Regions from separate parts of the Mus musculus genome. Here region 2 is linked to region 1. The links are chromatin contacts, called in public HiChIP or PLAC-seq maps. All regions are on one chromosome and are shown on one strand. Each heading gives the region's core, a stretch centred on a gene start, on an enhancer-like site or on the middle of the called end of the contact. The rest is flanking DNA. Distances are from core to core; before and after follow the strand shown. Region 1 has its middle 31 kb from the start of Olfr15. Region 2 has its middle 7.8 kb from the start of Dnase1.

Evidence for each region. HiChIP or PLAC-seq counts read pairs in DNA pulled down with a chosen protein or histone mark.
Region 2: a FOXA1 HiChIP or PLAC-seq map of pancreatic cancer cells shows a contact between it and region 1. The contact joins two enhancer-like sites. A contact is called at or near these places in 1 of 115 datasets of contacts at active chromatin or transcription factors (pancreatic cancer cells) and 2 of 9 other capture datasets (liver and pancreatic islet).

What each region holds. Positions count from the first base shown.
Region 1 is chr16:3,805,883-3,809,422 of GRCm38.p6, forward strand. No RefSeq gene overlaps it. Among named protein-coding and RNA genes, the nearest start is that of Olfr15, 31 kb to the right of the region's middle. Within about 2 kb of position 2,274, at least 12 of the 459 cell types and tissues checked have an H3K27ac peak or open chromatin away from gene starts, as enhancers often do. A contact at or near this core is called in pancreatic cancer cells, where this site is marked.
Region 2 is chr16:4,027,589-4,030,925 of GRCm38.p6, forward strand. No RefSeq gene overlaps it. Among named protein-coding and RNA genes, the nearest start is that of Dnase1, 7.8 kb to the right of the region's middle. Within about 2 kb of position 1,888, at least 36 of the 459 cell types and tissues checked have an H3K27ac peak or open chromatin away from gene starts, as enhancers often do. A contact at or near this core is called in pancreatic cancer cells, where this site is marked.

The DNA of each region.
Region 1 (3,540 bases), core at 1,024-3,523:
CAGAAAATGGCGCTGCTTATATAGCCCGCAGCGTGACGTTTCAGCACCTGATGTGGCGTGACAGCTCCTGATTCGTTGCTCACCCATCACCCCATTACTACGCCCAGAAATGGGCAGTGACTGGGCGTGAATTCACTCTTGCACTTGCGCATAAGGCTTGTTTACTAGTTAGGCACAGTGGAAGCCAGCGCCATCTTATAATGGCGATTGCTCACGGCTCGCGATTGCTCACGGCATGGCTCTCCACACTTGTGCATTTAAGCTTTGAGCCTTGCTGAATACAGTGACACCTTGATGCTAATCAGACTGGTTCTGTGTCGTTCCTTGCACTTGGTGTCTGTCTTTCTCTCCTCCCATTTGGTTCTTAGGAGAAGGTCCCCTCGAGACCCTCGAATAACTGGACCTGTTGGACAGGTCATCTTGGTGGGAGTATAAACTGGTGTGGTCATTATGAAAATCACTATAGAGATTTCCCAAAAAACTAACACTATAACTATTGTATGACTCAGCTATGTCATCCCTGGATATACACTCAAAGGACTTCATAAGCTACAACAGAGATACTTCACATCTGCGGTCATTGCTGTTCAATAGTTAGGAAATAGAATCAGCCTAGAAGTCTATCAACTGAGGATGGATAATATAGACATAGTACATATTCACAATGCAATTTTATTCAAGAGTGAAAAAAACTGAAATTCAATATGCAGAAAAATGCATGGAACTGAGAAATATTGTACCAGTAAAGTAACTGAGGTTCAGAAAGATAAGCAGCACAGGTTGTCTTTCCTGTGAATCTTATCTTCTTTTTTTGTTTTGTTTTGTTTTGCTTTTTTGTTTTTTCAAGACAGGGTTTCTCTGTATAGCCCTGGCTGTCCTGGAACTCACCCTGAAGATCAGGCTGGCCTCGAACTCAGAAATCTACCTGCCTCTGCCTCCCAAGTGCTGGGATTAAAGGCGTGCGCCACCATACCCGGCTTAGCTTCTCCTTTTTATAGATAGCACCTACATGAAGGTGATGGAGTATAGATGCCAAGAAACTAGAACCAACCCAGATGTGAGGGGGAGAAAGAAGCTATGGGGAGAACATTAGGGACAGTACCAAAACATGGGTAACAGCGAAAAGGGCAAAGCTAAGGTGGAAGGGCTTAGGTAGGGAGGGAGAACAGGAAGATTAAGGAGAGGAGGAGTAGGCACCAACGAAAAACTCAGAGCTATTAAAAAAAAAGGCACAAGGAGACCTGTTACTTTGTAGGTTTATACACAAAGTAGCGTGCGTACACACACACACACACACACACACAGGTTTAAGAGCAAAACAACAGATGCCAGGGTTAGGCCTACAGCAGTCTATGTCATCATGGTACTGGAGAAGTGGCTGAGACTTCTACATCTGGATCCAAAGACAGCAGGAAAAGAGTCAAACTAGGCCTGGCTGGAGCTTCTGAAACCTCAAAGCCTACCCCCAGTGACACACTTCCTCCAAAAGGGCACACCTCCAATAATATCACTTCCTCTGAGTCTATGGGGGCCATTTTCACTCAGAACACTCCACCCACCAATCCCTGAGCTTGCTCCAAGCTCAGGAGCTGAAATATCACTAATCCCCACCCTAGAAATCTTCATCCCAAACACTCCTCCCCTGAAAACCCCCATGTACACCTATCTTCTCCCCAGTTCTCTGCTGCTTGACCAAGCAGGAGCAGCTATCTCCTTGTGTCTTTCCCAAAAAATCTCTTGTGTTAGGGTTGTTGTGTGGTGTGACCTTGTGGCTTTCCTTGGCTCCAATGTACCAGGATACATTTCCTTTTAGAACTGTAACTGGGGAATTCTCCCATCTCAGAGCTGCAGTACCTCCACTGGGGAAACCTTTCCCTCGGATCTACAAAACCTCCATTGGGAAAACCTTCTCCCTTAGAGCTGTAACACTTCCATCTGGGAAGCGTTTCCCTTAGAGCTGCAAAAGCCTCATTTGGGGAAGTCTTTTCCCCCTTCAGAGCCATAAGATTTACAAAGGTGTCTTGGTGATTAGGAACCAAGAAGTACCACAAAGTCACACCACACAACAAACCTCACACAAGAGATTGGTTGAGGAGAATCACGAGGTTGCAACCACATCTAAATGGGAAGAGAGACAGCAGAGGGTTGTGGGAGGAATAAGATTTTGTGGGGGTAGAGGGGTGGGGAGGCATTCACAGTGAGCCAGGGCAGAAGTACAGCACAGACAGAAGTATTGTTTGGCCATGAAAGCTGAGTCATAGGGGCAGGGATTTCCAAGTCTCAAGCTGTGTTTGGGTCAAGACAGAGTCAGGTCCTTCGGCCATGATCTCAGTCTTGGTCAAGTCAGGGGCAGGGTTTTCTTGCCCTGGTTCCCTGTTCCCTTCATTTTTCCCTTTTGTGTTAATTATTGATAACTAACCGGGTTTTGTAGAAGATAAAAGCAACATGCTCTCTTCCATAACTGCTTCCTACTGAAATGAAGGTGTGGCTGTCAGGGCCTAAGAAAGCTGGAATGCTAGCCAAAAGCTGGGGAGAGGGATCAAGCAATGGGGGTTCAGCAGAAGCATCTGTTTGCTGACCCAGCTGGAGACAGGGCACAATCGCATTGGCTGGACTGGTTTACATCAGCTTTCAGTATGTCCAGGGCACACAGCCATTTGGAAGTTTGTAGTCTGTAGCTGGTTTCTGGATGGTGTCTGCCAGTCTCTAGACTAGGAGCAGAAGGTTAAGTTTAGGAACTTAAAGGAAAATTATACATTTGGACCTTTCAGGCCCATAGTCCTGGTATTTGTGAGAGGGGAGGAGTCCAGAGACCAGGGGAGAGAGAGACCACAGGCTCAGAGGTAAGCAGCGGGGCAGGGAACACAAGCAGTACTTATTTGACAGTAAGAGGTAGACCCAAGTCTATGACTCCCTTGGATCTAAAGCATATATGAATATTCTGTTTACAAGAAGAGATAAAAGTTTTAGATATATTATTATTACCACTATTTATAATGTGTATGGAAATCCACATTATAGAAAAAGCAGCTAGCAGGTATCTTGCTTTGAGTCATAGCAGAAGCTTTGGGTCAAAAAGCTTGAAAAATTTTCCTTTGTCTAGAGGGCTGGGCATATAGATTGGACAGAGATTTTTTTTAATTTTTATTAGGTATCTTCCTCATTTACATTTCCAATGCTATCCCAAAAGTCCCCCATACCCATCCACACCCACTCCCCTAACCAACCACTCCCCCCTTTTGGCCCTGGCGTTTTCCTGTACTGGGGCATATAAAGTTTGCAAGTCCAATGGGCCTCTCTTTCCAGTGATGGCCAACTAGGCCATCTCTTGATACATATGCAGCTAGAGACAAGAGCTCCGAGGTACTGGTTAGTTCATATTGTTGTTCCACCTATAGGGTTGCAGATCCCTTTAGCTCCTTGGGTACTTTCTCTAGCTCCTCCATTGGGGGCCCTGTGATCCATCCAATAGCTGACTGTGAGCATCCACTTCTGTGTTTGCTAGGCCCCGGCATAGTCTCACAAGAGACAGCTCTATCT
Region 2 (3,337 bases), core at 638-3,137, 220 kb after region 1:
GTTCCCAGACCTGTGGCTGGAGCATGGCATTGGGGCTATGTCTGTGTCTATTCAGGTCACTTCAGCGACAGTAGGGAGGTGGGTGACTTTCTGATGCCAGCCTTGGGTGATGAATGTCTAGGAGGTCATCACTGTTGTTTTTCTTGTGAGTGCTGCATGTCTTCACCCCCAGAGAAAGGGTTGGTTAAGAGAAGAGAACATGGGGTGTGGGAGATGCCCTCCAAGGAACGGGGAAACCATGTTCTCCTCACACGTGAGGCAGGACTGCCTGGACTGGGCCTACTGTTGCTGCAAAGAGCAGAGCACCTGGTGTGGTGCATGCTTTTAATATTAGTATTTGGGAGGCAGAACAGGTGGATCTTTGTGAGTTCAAAACCAGCCTCATCTACATAGCAAATTCCAGGCCATCCAGGACTACACAGAGAAATGTCTTATTTTTGAAACAGAACAGAAGTAGAAACCGGCACAGCCACGAGGCCAGGACCAGGATAGGGGAGTCTGAGACCAGCTGCCTCCCCCAGGATAGACTGAGCAGAGCTGGACCAACAGTGGTTATTATACAGAGGGGTCACTGTCTGTAGTACCATTGGCCTCAGGGTGCTACACTCAAGGTTGGGTGTAGGAGGCCTCCTCTCCATGGAGATGGCACATGACTCCTGAGAATGGCTGCCCTACAGCTCTCTGGCTTCTGCCTACTGCACTGTGTGTGGTTTCTCAGAGCATCTTCATCTGCCAGTGCCCAGGGCCTCCTTCACCCTCTCTCGTGTTACAGCCATGCTTTGCAGTCTCACGCTCACCCACCTGGACTGGGAACAGAGGACTGCACTGGAATGCCTCATGTCAGTCTGTGGTCTGCTCCAGAGCCTAGGAAAGGTCTGCTGCCCTTTCCTTCACACAGTGGGTTCTAGGTATGCTGTGGTAATCTGGGTGCACTGCCTGTATCCTAACTCTTGTGGAGCTTAGACTATCCTCTGTCCGGCTGCTGTAAAGAGATGCCATGGCCAAGGCAATTATGATAAAAGAAAGCATTTAATTGGGACTGGCTTATGGTTTCAGAGGTTGACTCCATTCTCAGCATGATGGGGAACATGGTAGCATGCAGGCAGGCTCTGGAGCAGCAGCTGAGAGCTACATCCTGATCAGGCTAAGAGGGAGCCTGGGTCTGGCATGACCTTTGGCAACCTCAAAGTGACAACCCCAGTGACACACTTTCTCCAACAAAGTCACTCATACTCCAGCAAGGCCACCATTCCTAATCCTTCTAATCCTTTTAAACAGTTCCACTCCCTTTATGACACAAACATATGAGTCTATGGGGCCTTTTTTTTTTTTTTTTTTTGGTGTTTTTGAGACAGGGTTTCTCTGTAGCCCTGGCTGTCCTGGAACTCACTCTGTAGATCAGGCTGGCTTTGAACTCAGAGATCCGCCTACCTCTGCCTCTCAAGTGCTGGAATTAAAGGCGTGTGCCACCACTGCCCAGCCAATATGGGGCCATTCTTATTGAAACCACCACACCTGTTGAGTATGAGACTGGTCACAAGTGTGTGTGTGTGCTAAGAGGTCATTAGTGGAGAGAAATTGAAGAGGAACAAGGTGTGCAATGTGAATTGGATGGTACAAATGTAACATTACACTCAACAGCTTTGCGTCATGTGCCCATTGGGAACACAAGCTCTCTTCTTGCCCATGGGCTTAGGCTACAAGGGCACTGACTTCTGCAGCATTTTTTCTATAACCTCCCTTCCACTTACATGTCCCCTAAAAAGCAGCAGTGCAGAATGATGTCAGTAGCAGTGGCAACAAGGGTAGGGGTGTGTGTGGGAGGGGCCTCAGCAGAGCTTGCCGGGGGCGGCACTGATCTCAAATGCCATACAGTTGAACATCAACTGTTCACTGGTGTGCTGGGCTCGGCATGACTGGCCAAGCGTGACTGTGCAGCAGCTGTAGGGCTGAGCAACCCAGGTGCTGTTGTTCTGAGGAATTTTCCACTCAGGTTAATGGCATCTTTCCAGTGAGTAGGGCCAGTGAGCCTAGGTTGGATCCTGGACCAAGGGCAGCTTGCTGAACTGAGAACTATCTGGGGCCTGCTCTGGAAACAAAGCAATGTGATAGCAAAGATATGGCCACTGCCTTTGTCCCTGGATGCTGTGTTTAAGGGATCAGTGGACATTGACCCCGAGGAGTATACCCTGTGGCTGAGAGAAAACAGTCCTGTGGCTACAGCAGCTACCACACCCCTGGGAGCTTCCTGGCCAGTGCCATGGATGTTGTGAGTGCTATTTGGGTGTCCCTACTGCTTTCTCCTCTGTGTCTCTGCAGGGTCCCCAGACAAAGGATGCATATCGGGAGGCAGTATCTCTGGAAGGAGCAGAGTAGGAAAGCTTGCAGCTTGGTCATCCCACAGCTTTCTGTGATGGGCTGAAGGCACCAGAGACTTCCACAGACAGGAGAAATATGGCCTCTGCCTCAAGAAGCTGGTATTGACAAGAAGCTGGCTGGAAACAAGAATAAACAAGTGTTCAGCACCTTAAAATAAACAGGTGACATGGGCCATGAGGAAACGGAAGCTGAGCTGTTGCTGGGGCTAGGGACTACAGGGAAAGATGGTTTTGCTAGAAGAGGTCACATTTAAACCAAACCTGGAGTGACAAGAACAGACTCAATGCTCAAGGGGAAGAGAAAGGCTTTGAGCTCTGGCGCCCTTAGCCCATAGGTCACGGTACGCATTGATTTCATGGGGAGGGCAATGAGAACCTGACAACAGATGTTAAGTAGGAGAAGAATGTGATCAAAGATCTGATTACAAATGTATGAGGTGTTCTGGGAGGCCTGTGGAGTATGGTTAGTTCTGATGAGCAAGGACGCCTTAGGGCCATTGCTAATGGAGTTAGTGTAGAGATGCACTACAAGGAGAGGTAGGAGTCAGGGTGCATCTGGAGAACAAGCTCTGAGGATGGTCTCAGGGATAAGAACCTGGAGATGTGTGGGGTCACCATGACTGATGGGCAGGGAAGGCAGGAGTGCCTGCTACCTATGGTCTATTATGACTGGAAGGTAAGGATGCCCATCTGAGGCTAGGGGTGGCATTCCTAGCCCAGCAAGGCCAGAGAGCTCTGCACATCAGTTGCCATTAGTCCCTGTGGAGAGCCGTGCGTGACGCGAGCAATCGCCATTATAAGATGGCGCTGGCCTCCGCTGTGCCTAACTAGTAAACAAGCCTTGTGCGCAGGTGTGAGAGTGAACTCACTCCTAGTCACTGCCCATCTCGGAGCATAGTAGTGGGGTGATAGGCGAGCAACAAATCAGGAGCTGACACACCATATCAGGTGCTGAAACG